Linked DNA regions of Mus musculus: all the other regions are linked to region 3. Evidence: chromatin contacts called from public promoter capture Hi-C data. All regions are on one chromosome and are shown on one strand. The core of a region is the stretch at or near the end of the contact, and the rest is flanking DNA. Distances in the headings are between cores, read along the strand shown. Region 1 holds the start of Prr5l (proline rich 5 like). Region 2 has its middle 21 kb from the start of Commd9. Region 3 holds the start of Apip (APAF1 interacting protein).

What was found. Promoter capture Hi-C pulls out the DNA fragments that hold promoters and counts their contacts. Capture Hi-C pulls out chosen DNA fragments and counts their contacts.
Region 1: a contact with region 3 is called in a promoter capture Hi-C map of adipose tissue, with 3 times the contacts expected there. The contact joins the promoter of Prr5l here to the promoter of Apip in region 3. A contact is called at or near these places in 3 of 39 promoter capture datasets (embryonic stem cells, hippocampal neurons and stem cell-derived epiblast-like cells), 1 of 115 datasets of contacts at active chromatin or transcription factors (astrocytes) and 2 of 9 other capture datasets (adipose tissue and liver).
Region 2: a promoter capture Hi-C map of hippocampal neurons shows a contact between it and region 3, with 10 times the contacts expected there. The contact joins the enhancer-like site here to the promoter of Apip in region 3. A contact is called at or near these places in 12 of 39 promoter capture datasets (the 3T3-L1 cell line, 3T3-L1-derived adipocytes, the C10 cell line and 8 more), 2 of 15 datasets of contacts at CTCF or cohesin (large pre-B cells and pro-B cells), 22 of 484 Hi-C or Micro-C datasets (the G1E-ER4 cell line, the N1E-115 cell line, adipose-derived mesenchymal stem cells and 14 more), 4 of 115 datasets of contacts at active chromatin or transcription factors (embryonic stem cells, forebrain and large pre-B cells) and 3 of 9 other capture datasets (adipose tissue, embryonic stem cells and liver).

Annotation. Positions count from the first base shown.
Region 1 is chr2:101,795,448-101,799,317 of GRCm38.p6, reverse strand. Prr5l (proline rich 5 like) reads left to right here and starts at 1,611. Exons shown (of 9, transcript NM_175181.5): 1 at 1,611-1,846.
Region 2 is chr2:101,904,900-101,909,206 of GRCm38.p6, reverse strand. No RefSeq gene overlaps it. Among named protein-coding and RNA genes, the nearest start is that of Commd9, 21 kb to the right of the region's middle. Within about 2 kb of position 2,941, at least 71 of the 459 cell types and tissues checked have an H3K27ac peak or open chromatin away from gene starts, as enhancers often do. A contact at or near this core is called in cerebellar granule neurons, cerebral cortex, cortical neurons and 6 more, where this site is marked.
Region 3 is chr2:103,071,556-103,075,807 of GRCm38.p6, reverse strand. Apip (APAF1 interacting protein) reads right to left here and starts at 2,133. Exons shown (of 7, transcript NM_019735.4): 1 at 1,967-2,133. The coding sequence starts at 2,020. It overlaps Pdhx (pyruvate dehydrogenase complex, component X), which reads left to right and starts at 2,295. Exons shown (of 11, transcript NM_175094.5): 1 at 2,295-2,518. The coding sequence starts at 2,359.

The DNA.
Region 1 (3,870 bases), core at 362-2,861, 1.3 Mb after region 3:
TCTTAGGGTAAGATTTAAGGGCTTTCTGTAGTCCTGGTTATTCCACTATTCCTGAACAGGTAAGGGGCTCAAAGGTTCACCTACACCCCCCACCCCCACCTTAGCACACAAGTGTCATAGTGTTACACTGACAAGACCAAGCTCAAATTATGCTTAGTCTTAACCAAAAAAGGGCAATATATCTTTTCTTTCATCAAATGTCACTGTGGTTTTAAAGTTTGCATGTTGATATGAGGTCGGACAGCGCTTTAAAAGTAGTCCCTTCTCAACCGCAGGGCAAAATTAGGCAGGGAGTCCTACAACAGTTGCATTAAAAAAAAAAAAAAAAGAAAAAGTGGGCTGGAGAGATGGGAGATGGCTCAGCGGTTAAGAGCACTGACTGCTGCTCCAGAGGCCCTAAGTTCAATTCCCAGCAACCACATGGTGGCTCATAACCATCTGTAATGGGATCTGATGCCTTCTGGTGTCTGAGGACAGCTACAGTGTATTCACATATATAAAATAAATAAATCTTGAAAGAAAGAAAGAAAGAAAGAAAGAAAGGGAGAGAGAGAGAGACAGAGAGAGAGAGAGAGAAATGTTAAAGAAAAGGGTTTTTGTTTTGTTTTGTTTTGTTTGTTTTTTGAGATGGGTTCATATAACCTAGGATGAAAAATTGAACTCATTGTGTAGAGCACGATGACCTAAACTCTTGGTCTTCTTTCCTCTACCTCCAAAGTGCTACAGGGATTCTAAGCATTCCAAAGGCCGTGACTCTTTAATACAGATCCTCATGTTGTGGTGACCCCCCCCTGCCCCCAACCATAAAATTATTTTGTTGCTACCACTTAACTGTAATTCTGTTATGCATTGTGTGTATATCTGATATACAAGATATCTAATATGTGACACATACACACACACACCCCACACAAAGGGGTCTCGACCAACAGGTTAAACACCATCGTGCTAGGATCCTGATTACTCCACCACCAGCTCAAATTCTTAGCACCTACCGAGCAACAACAAGGAATTTCCAAAGTTATTTTACATTTTTAAAATGTTCGAACTGGTTGGTTTTCTGTGGTTTCAATTCTGATATGTCGTGTTCGTGAAACCTTCGCCTAAAAATTGAACCCCAGATCCTTAAATTCGTTTTACAACGCTAAGGAAGAGACGCAAACAAGTGTGGAATCGGTTTGAAAAATCTTTCCTTAAAACGCATTCGCGCGTGCGCGCTCCAAAGCAGCAACAAAACCTCTCTCAGCCTCAGAAATGTTCCGCAGAACTCCAGTCCTTTTGTATCTGGTCGCACGAACACCTCTGGACTCCTGGAGACGTTTCTCATCCCGGGTTTAACAGTGGGAGACCAAACTCTTCTTGGCTTTTCGAAAGGTAGTGCAGAGTTCCCCTGATTTGCAGCATCCTCCCCTGCTTTTTAGGACCACGACCTTGGATTTCCTGAAATTGTTGAAATGAATTTAAGCGCAGGGTCTTCCGCCTACTCTTGTTGTTGGAGAGGAGGCGTGGGATGGGGGTGAAGCGAGGCGGGGGCATTGGAGAGAAACCACAGCGATGTGCACCGGACAGGAAAAGTGGGAGGAGGAGAGGGAGGAGGAGAGGAGGCGGCCGTAAGTTGAGAGAGGAGGGAAACAGTCACCAGCCTGACTCTGAGAGCTACGGCGGAGAGAAACCTGGGCAGGACGCGACCCGGCGTAGGGCAGAGCTGGGAGAGGACCTGGGGAGGGCGAGCGAGCGAGCGAGGCGAGAACCAGCCGAATCGCTAGTTTCTCTCCAGCAAGAAAACTTTCCCTGGAACACCGGAAACTTTTTCCTGAGCGCTCAGAGTCCGAGACGGAGGCGAGCGGTGGGTGTGCGCGGCTCGGCTCGGGTGACTCACGCCGGGGACCCCAAGGGGGTGAGTGGGGAAGTCCCTGGAGGGCCTGAAGTCATCATTCTGCAACTTCGCAGGCTCGGAAAATAACTCGCCTGGCGTGATCTGGGGGTGGGAGTGGGGGCACGGGGACAGCGAGACTGAGGGGAGACTCCGCGTGGTTAAGGAACCTCCGCATCGGATGCTGTAGGCGGGGAGGTAGACTACCAAGAGGTGGGTAAGGGAAGGGGCAGGCCGCCCTGAGTGTAGTGGGTCACGGTGGGAGAGGAAGCGCTGTGAACCCTTTTTGGGGGAATCCTGCCAAGCGTGGGACCCTAGTAAGCTAGAAGGCAGAAAAAGAATGTATCTGCACCATCCTCCCAAGGCCAGAGGGGCAGATCTACAGTCATGAGTGCTCAGGAGGCTACTCGCCTGAAAAACCCATCCTCTCAGCCGTCCCCTTCTTTCTTGAAGGGAGGCGTGAGAGTCGAGGTAGTAGATGGAGACCAGTTGGCCCGGAGCGCTGGGCAGGCTACTGTAGCCAGGGGACAGCCCGAGGGAGACCTAGCCTGTGGTGGTGAGAAGCTCGGGACAGTTCACTGCGACTCTGCGCCAGGCGCCCACGGTGTCCCCTTTCCGCTTCGACTTTCGCGCCCGCCGGGCGTTGGGCCGGGATTTCCTCTGCGCGCCTCGTGTGCGCACTGCGCGTTTTTACGCACAGGGGGCGCTGTGGGACCCGCACCTCTAGACCAGACTACGGTTCCCAGAGTTCGTGCCTGGACAGCGACAAGGACTAGGTGTGCTTACAAAGGATCCTTCAGGAATAGATTTTGGGGTGCTGCCCTTGTTGGCAGTAGGGGTTTCCCCGATTCCTACCCGCGCCCTGCCGGGGATCACATGCCACCGCCGCCTCTTCCTCCGCGGTGCCAGAAGCCCGCGTTTTGCTTGTCAGCAGTAAAGTGGAGAGTATTTATAGACGCCACTGCAATCCTGCGGTGTGCAAGGTTTCAATTACTGCGCTGCGTCGCGCCCCACAAGACGAGATGCTTACGCGCGGCGGCTCAGCTACATGTCTGCTGCGGAGACCCACTTGGAAAAACGTCTCCAGGCATCCCTTACTTGGGTGGAGTTTTGGAATTCTTGCCCATGCAAATTCAGATAAGGACTACAGTGGTCCTGGACAATCGCCTTCCATCCCATCAGCTTCCCCCAACCCCAAGCCTCTGCCAGCTTCCAGCATGGCATCCATCAGCCTTCAAGACTGCTCTTTTGACCATTCATTAGAACTGATACTTTCCCCACGTACTTCCAAATGTCATTGCTAATTCTGCTAAGACGCTTTGGTGGTAGAAAGTGCTGTTACTGCTAACACGAAGCTGCCACTGAGTTAGGAGGGAAATGATTTTAGCTTCATTTTAAAATTAGTCCCCAATGAGATTCCTTATGCAGCTAAGGAGGGTAAGTTGGTCTGTCAGGTGGAACTGGAGCAGAAGAGGCCTCATTCTAGTACTGAGCTCTAGTACTGAGCTCCCGAAACGGCCTTGGTACTGTGGAGAGTGTAGTTCCTCCACCACTTTTTCTAGTGTTTTAACCACACTTCTAACAGCTGGACCTATAAATGTGTACAAGAAAGCTGGAAGTAGAAATGAGCCTGCTTACAGTAGGTCTAACCTGAGTCTAGCTGGTTTCTAAAGCCTTGAAGCTCCTTTCTTCCGGATCTGGAGGGGCACGGGTATGTATTTATTCCAGTGGGTGTGCTTTTATAGCAGTCTCTTCAAAGCAGAAAAACCTGCTTCGGAAAACAGGGGAAATTGTAAACATCTCTTCTCACTTTATGATGACATTTTGCACCGAGACTGGTGATATTTCCTGACCAGAACGTTGGTGGAGCACTACTGTGTGCCAACTGAATAAGTGAGCACACTGAAGCTCAAACAATGTAAGTAGTCCGTTTTAGGTTACATGCACAGGGGATAGAGGTCAGACTAGGTCGCAATAGATTGCCACTCTAAGTATGG
Region 2 (4,307 bases), core at 1,692-4,191, 1.2 Mb after region 3:
AAGAAGCCTGGCTTGTGGGTGGCAGTGTGGGCAGGGGCCAGGGACACAGTCCCACCTAAGATGCTACCCTAGCAATTCGGTCTTGTACTCAGACAATGCTAGGATTCTTGCCTTAGCCCCGGAAAAGAATCTCAGGATGAGCCGACGTGAGGTGGAGCTGGATTTTACTAGGAAGCTGTTTCACAGGGGTTTATATATAGGGGTGATTAAAAAGAGGAACGCGCGTGCGGGGGTGGACAGACTCAAGTGTGAGTGTGAGCCTCTCAAGGGAGAGTCACACACAAATGTCTTATCACTTAGATCGTTTGGGTAGCTCTCAGTTACACCACAAAGGGCTGCTGAGAATGCCTCTCCCCCGTTGATTGGGCCGTGGTAGTGCACGCCTTTAATCCAGCACTCAGGAGGCAGAGGAAGGTGGATCTCTATGTTCGAGGCCAGCCTGGTCTACAGAGTGAGTTCCAGGACAACCAGGGCTACACAGAGAAACCCTGTCTCGAGAAAACAACAACAACAACAACAACAACAACAACAAAGAAGAACCCTCCCCCACGCTGTTTCTTCCTATTTAATCCATGAGATTATAGGGCTGCTCTAGAGGTCCCTTGGAAAGAACCGTAGTCTGTTTAGAAACCATGGGTCACAAGGGCTGCACAGAGGGGCCTGATATGCCTTTTATGGTAAGTGGAGATTCTTGTGATATTCCTAAAAAAAAACCCTGCAAGTTCTCCTATAGGAAAGGAATAGGGCCATCCAAGGTCAGTAGATCTTAAGTATGATTTATCGATGTTTTAACATTCTCATTTGAGATGCCTTCATATAAAAGGAATATTGTCTCTACATAGACAATCTTTAATTATCCTGGAGTTCTTAACCGTCAGCTGCTGTGAAACTCCAACAGGACTCCTGGCTGAGCCTCTGTTCCCTTCCTCTTCTGCTCACAAGTCTGTCCTGCTTCAGGCTGACTGGAAAGGCTGAATTTGGGGAGAAAAAGCAGGCAGCCCCATTAGAGGCCGGTCCAGGATTCCAGGTGAGAAAAGGATTCCTGGGATGGTGACAGGGAAACAGATGCCCTCCTAAGCAATGACAAGGGCACTGGGGGCCGGGGTTAGAGTTCAGCAGTAGACCACCTGTCAAACATGCAAGGCCCTGGGTTCAATCCCCAGCTTGAGAAAAAGAAAACAGACAGTTTGAAACTGCTTTTTAACCTCTCCCAAATGTTCTAGATTCCCATCTGTGAGGTGCTAAGCAGCCAGACAGAAGGAGGAGTTCTTTTGGGAGGACACCGAAGTGAGGCAGCCATATGGAGGGTGGAGGGGAGGCGAGTGATGGAGAAAACGGGGTCGAAAGAGACCAGGCTGAGCCTCAGCAATGCTGGGTCCTCCGCAGCTCGCTGACACAGTGAGGAAGGTCCGGGTGCCATCTGTGCTAGGGAAATGGTATCCTGGGAAACAGATGGCTGGACAAGCACACCCTCTGACTGACCAGAGCCCTACAGTCAGGTTGACCTTCCTGGGAGGTTTAGGATGGAGTGTTCTAAGAGGCTGTGGGCACAACAGTTGTAGTCCTTGTCATCACGACGTCCCCCTGTTGCTAGATCAAGAATGCTCTGGTTTCTTGCTTTTGGCTGCACTGTTCTAATGCCCCTCCCCCACCCCATTCTGCTTCTCAGGTTAGAAAAGGCCAGGAGCTAGTGAACACTGGGGATAGTTGCTTAGTCAACCTTTGGCACATTCAGGACATTCATTCATTCATTCATTCTCAGTCATTCATGCTCGCATGCATTCCAGTGAGTACTGACTGAGCATCTATAACTGCAGACACTGTCTTAGCTGCTAGGGACAAAATAATTAGCAAAACCTAGACTCTGTGCTTAAGGAAAGGCACATCAAGAGGACAGGTCACCACACCCTCAGAGGAAGCTGAGGCAGGAGAATCATGAATTTGAAGCTGGCCTGAACTATATAGCAAGACACTTTCTGACACAGTAAGAGAACAAGAGAAAAAAAATACATAATATGAGAAGTAGGGGGGACTCCATTCTTGGTAGCCAGACCCGTCCATGCCTGTTACCAACAACTTCTATTCCCTCCATCCTCAGAACTCTACCCTGTTAATTCAGATTTAAGTCAATTTCTTCAATTTTGTTCCAAAAGCTTAAAATGTAGGTGGAAAGCTGGTTATGAAGGACATTGAGTATCAATTCTGAGTTTAGCCTTCATTCTGGGGCATTAAGGAGCCATTAAGAATTTGGGGCAGGGGAATGCCATTAGACTCTAGTCAGACAGTGGGAGCAGCAGGAAGAAGGAGGAGGAGGGGGAGGAGGGGGAGGAGGGGGAGGAGGAGGAGGAGGAGGAGAAGGAGGAGAAGGAGGAGGAGGAGAAGGAGGAGAAGGAGGAGGAGGAGGAGAAGGAGGAGGAGGAGGAGAAGGAGGAGGAGGAGGAGAAGGAGGAGGAGGAGGAGGAGGACGGGGAGGAGGAAGGAGGAAGGAGGAGGAGGAGGAGGAGGAGGAGGAGGAGGAGGAGAAAACAGAAATAGGAGAAAGCTGTTGAGCCCGAAGCAAGGAAGTCCAGAAAGTTACCTGGGCTCCTCACCAGCCATGGGGGTGGGGGTCAGAACACAGCAAACCCCCTTCACACCAGAACTGGGGCATTCTGCACAGGGCCTTACCTAGAAGAGGCAGCACGCAGAGCAGACATGTACCCGCCATGGATGGGCACCCTCCCCGACTCAGATACCTTCATACATAATTAACCTCCTCCAAGCAGTGCTGTCAGGAAGAGTTAAGCTTAATCTCTTTCTTATACAGATGAAGAAATCGAGATTTAGTTCAAGCAGCCCTAGACCTGCATCCTGCCTCCACTATCCACCCATGGTACAGAAAGTTCTCTGCTGGCTGAATCCTGGACCTGTGGTTGCCGCGCACAAACCTTGTTTGGCGAAGCTGTGTCTGGCCGGTCCAAAGGTACAGATTCTTGGATTTACTAGCCTGTGGCAGATGCATCGGGGCATTAGGGGAAAAGTCCTGAAAGGGGTCCCTGGGAGTCTGTCCCTGCTACCACTTCTCCTTCTTCCAACCTTTGCTGCCCTGAGGAGATAACGAGATAACAGGCCTGGATCTGAGGGCCTCTTTTACAGGTAGCCTCTCCCTAGCCCGGGCTCTGGGAGAGGTCTGCTGCCACCTCACCTTTCCCGGTCTTTGTTTTCATTACTAAGACAGATGAGATCGAGAGAACAAGTGCGCCATCTGCTGGGCTTATCATGCAAGTTCCAGCTGCAGCTAGCCGAGCAGCAGGCGGCGATTGCCTTCCTGTTTGGATTTTAGGCCTTATAGTTAGTTTTTTTGAGTCACCTCAGAAGATAGTAAGACCTCGTGACCAGTGACATCTTTTATGAAATGAATCCCAGAGACAGGCTATCACTTTATAGCTGGAAACTCGGTACCGACAGGAACTGCCCATCATCCGGGTACTCAGGCTGTGGGACGAGGCTGGAGAAAGGCAGGCATTCGGCAGGACCACAGAAACAATGGGGAAGATCAGGCAGAGGGAGAAAGCCCACTCGGGCCTTTCCCAAGCATTCAGGGCCTGCAAACTCTCTCTGTGGAGATTAGGGTCCTCTGGCACCATCCCTGTACTACTGCCGTTAGCAATTTTTTTTCTTTTCTCAAAACTGCTTTAAAAAGAGGTGGGGGGAATTAAACCATAGAAATGTGAGCACCAAAGAAGATCGGATTGTATAAAGGTCATCAGTATGCAGTTAAGAATGTTCAGGAGCCAGGCGTGGTGACGCACGCATTTAATCCCAGCCCTCCGGAGGCAGAGGCGGGCGGATTTCTGAGTTCCGGGCCAGCCTGGTCTACAGAGTGAGTTCCAGGACAGCCAGAGAAACCCTGTCTCGAAAAACAAAACAAAACAAAACAAACAAACAAACAAACAAAAAACCAAAAACCAAAAAACAAACCAACCAAACAAAAAGAATGTTCAGGAATTATCAGGATTGGAAGTCGGTGGATACAGGCTGAAAACAGGTTAATGGCTTGAAAACCTTCAAAGTTCTAGACGGCCAATAGCTTCTAGATTAGAGCATAAGGGGTTGGAGAGGTCACTCAGTGGTTAAGAGCACAGGCTGCTCTTCCAGAGGACCTGGGTTTAATTCCCAGCAACCACATGGCAGCTCACAACTGTCTGTAACTCCAGTTCCAAAGAATCTGACACCCTCACACAGACATGCATGAAGACAAAGCACCAATGTACATAAAACTAAGTCCATCATTTTAAAACACACACACACACACACACACACAGAGC
Region 3 (4,252 bases), core at 884-3,383:
ACCAAATCGAACTTTCGTCACTATAAATAGAACGCCATGATACATGAGGCAAAATTAAAAAAAATCAAAAGCCAGCAAACAAGCAAGCCTTCCCGGGTTTTCCCCCAAGGCATGGTTTTCTAAGGAACAAGAGACATGTTCTTGTAAGTTATACAATACCATATACCATATACCATATACCATATACCATATACCATAGCGCTCTGCTCAATAAACACTGGGTGCACTAAGACCGTATTTCTTACATTAAGAAAAGGCTAATATCAAACGGTTCAAACTGATATCTTGTGGACTGTGCTGGGTTGTTTTGTTCACTGTTGGGGAAGCCTTCCAATCAGGTAACACATAGTTAAGTCTTAAAGGATACATATACGTTAACAAAAAAAAAAAAAGTAGTAAGGGGTTCACGTTGGCTAGTTTTATGTCAACTGGGCACAAGCTGTGGTCATCTGAGAGGCAGAAACTTCGGTTGAAAAAAAATGCCTCCATGAGATGGGCTGAAGGCATGCCTATAGAGGAGTTTCACAGTGATTGATGAGGGAGGACTCTGCTCGTTGTAAGTGGTGCCACCCTGAACTGGTGGTCCTGAGTTCAGGCTGAGCAAGCCAGAGGGAGCAAGCCAGTAAGCAGCACCCCTCTATGCATCTGTATCAGTTCCTGCCTCCAGGTTCCTGCTCGCCTGTACTCCTGTCCGGACTTCCTTCTATGATGAGCAGTGAAGTAGAAGTAGAAGCAACATAAACCCTTTCCTCCCCAAGTTGCTTTCTTTGGTCATGGTGTTTCACCACAGCAATAGTGACCCCCCACCCCCCAACACAGACCAAAGTCGTTTATTTGATCTGCACAACACTTAGAACTCAAGCCAACATTTTTGAATCAGGAAATTTCACACAGAATATGACTTTCTAAGTGTCCCTCAAAAAAGCAGAATTTGACACTGCGTCTATACCTCCAAACAGCAAGAAGAGGCTAGAGACATGTAATGAGATCTCTAGTTGAGGTATATGGTGGTCCTAGAGTTTTCTTTGTGGTTTCCTCAAAATATGGGCCAATCTAAAATGCTAGGTATTCAAAAGTCTTTGACAAATCACCATCTGAAACCACCCACTTCTCCTTCTATACTTGAAAAACATCTTCAGCTTCTTTTTTGTATGTGGCTATTTTCTGTCTTGATAAATTCAATCACAGCTCTTGAATCACAGGTTATTTTGCTGATCTGGCACAACACTTAGTATGAAAAAAAAATCTGTATTTCTATGATGACCGTCACCAAGATTTACTAATAAGGGATGACAAACATGTCTGCTATCAATGCACCTTGATTCTGATACATTGCTTCTACTTTCCTCGTTCTCCATATATAGGGATGGCCACCAGGGACCTGTGTCCTATATGCAAAATCTCCCTTTCAGTCGTGCCTAATTTCAAGGTTTATAAAGAATTTGTGAAAAGCCACTTATTCCAAGACAATAATAGTTCAGATGCTCTGCATTAAATATTTCCTGTTTTATTTTAAATTGAGACCCCTTGGCTAGACGAAAGGTTAGTAAAGATATAATTTTGTGGACTTCCCCTGAGTCTTCTGCAGGGCTTATCAGTTAGTATCGAAGCTGTTTATTCTTCTAGTTCGCTAGTTCACCATTTTCTTAGCACTAGAAGGCATTTCATAAGCCTGCGTCCTGTTTAACTGAAAGAAAACCCATGTTGCCCCAGGGCCCATTTTCCTTAAAGAAGAATCATTTCCAAGAGCTCCCACCTCATAACGTCAAGTAAGATAGGCAAGGACAACTGCCCAAAAGAGTGCCCTTTGGGGTGCCTGACAATTCCGGTAGAGCAGTCCTACTAGCACAGAGGGGCCTCTGACTTTCGCGGACTGGGTTAGGAATTAGCCGCCTAGAGCTCCTGGCCGAAGCCCCACCCCGCGGCCCGTGACCCCACCTCGCCTGCTGTAGACCGCCGTCCTTACCTGCGCGCCACACGGCCGCGAGCAACAGTCTCCTTGAGCTTGACAGCCAGACATGGTTCTGACTCTGCTCCGTTATCTGTCCCGCGCTCGTTCCAAGTCTGAGCGGCCGGCAGAACGCTATTAGGCGACAGAGCGGGCAGCCTGGGGGCGGAGCAAGAGTGAGAGGCGGAGTCTGAGGGGGACCTCGTCCCTTTGGAGAATCTGCGGCGGCGCAAACCGGCCGGTGGGCGTGCCCGTGAAGGTTGGAGGCGGTGTTAGAAGGACTAGTCCTCCAGTCCAAGGCGGGGAGCGTGCGCTGTGGGCGGGGCCAGCCCATGCAAGGCGGGGCCTGGACGGGCCTTGAGGCCGCCAATCTAGTTGACTTGCGAGCTTTCCCGGAGAAAGCCGGGAAGATGGCGGCCTCCTGGAGGCTTCACTGTAACCAGCCGCTGCTTCGGTACCTTCTGGGATTTAGCAGCCGTCGAAGCCTGGGACTGGCTCAGGGTGCTGCTGCTTGGCCTGTCGACCGTGGAGCAAGTTGGAGGTGGTTTCACAGTACTCAGCTGCTGCAGGGTGAGTGGCTTGCGCTCGCTCCACTTCTCTCTTTAGCTGAGCAATGGGGCCTGGGTCAGGGGCTTTCTTGATTGGGGACACGGTTTGTGAGGTTAAGTGCGGACTCTTCCTGTTCCTTTCAACCTCCCCCAGAAACGGGCCTGCTGACTTAGCCTATGGCATGCGGCAAAAGAACTGTCTTCAGACTTGGGAGAGCATGGTTCCGTCCTTGGCCTGCCTTCAGGGCTACATGGCTTCTCTGTGACCTTGCTTTAGAATTTGAGAAATTTCGATGTCACCTAGGGAGGGTCTGTTTTAAATCCCTCTATTTTAGACCCTTATCAATCACATGTCAAATTTCTTTAATTTTACCATTCCTCTCTAATGTAATATAGCTGCCCATACATTCAAAGCCACTATTACCCATACTGATTCATTCAAAGGACCTGTCCCTATTGGAAAACTTTAAATCTTACTGCACTTAATGTATGCAGCATACAAGACTTAACTTAGAAAATACAGAATCACAGACATTGCTAGAATGTTTCAAGTAAAATATGTGGCATGAAATTCATACAGCCTATTACATAAAATTGTTCTTAAGCAGTGATATTGAACTCGGAGATATACCCACTGTCCTTCCGTTATTTAACATACAGCATATAAAATGGCAGACCTGGCATTATTCTTCCTTACGTGTATGAATATGGGCTGGGGGTTAGGATGGGGGCACAGAAAACAGTTTTAGAAACCATTAGACATTTAAGTAATCATTCTTACCACCACCTGGTACAGTAGGCCTAGCCCACACTTTCTGAGCTGTCTGAGGCCACAAAACAAAACAAAAAAAAAGAAAAAGAAAAACAATAAAATCCGTGTGCTGAGATTTCTAAAGAGGGGCTAATAGGGACAATTTACCTAAGTCATTTTTGGAGTAATGTTTAATAAATACTTCCTGGATATTGTCTTTAACTGTATAGTATATAATATTTTCTCTGCCTGGTCCTCATTTGTTAAAACTGAACTTGCCTACACTTAGCAGAAACTCTGACTCAGGAATCTGCACCTTATACTGTTGTGAGTTTAATGGAGCACACTTTTGAGACTCCCTGCCTCAAAACATCGAGGAATATGAAAGCTTAGATTGGGAAAAATACCTGTGAAATGGCCTATCCTTGCTTGTGAGGTCTTTTTGAGAGTGTGAATTTCCTAAACTCTGTTTAAAAAGGAAAGAGTGTGTGTTCTTAGACACAAAAAATGAGTAGTTTCCAAGATTTTTCTTAGAGTCAGCTGCTTCTGCCTTTAGAAATTCACATGGATAGTTTTCATCTGCTAAGTCTTGGCATTTTACCTGGACTTATCCTCTACCTCCGGGTAGATACCTTGAACACCTTGTCTGTCGGCATCATTTGTAGGAAGATGGTGCTGAATCCCAAGGCAAACTGAGTAGTTTTATTATCACTACCCACTATCCACTTAAAGTACACATTCATTGTCTTAAAGCTTTTGGGGTCAGAAGTATAAAATGAATCTCACTAGGCTAAAGTCAAGGCGTCTAGCCAGGATTGTCTTCTTTGGAGGTTCTAGTAGGCAATCTGTTTCCTTGTTTTGTTTTGTTTTAGTTTGTTTGTTTGTTTGTTTGTTTTTGCTTTTTTTTTTCCATCCAAAGCCTTCTCAGATTTGTGGGCTCTTAGTTCCTGTCTCTCCTCCAGCTCAGTAACAGCGAGTCTAGTATTGAGCACACTTGTATCTCTC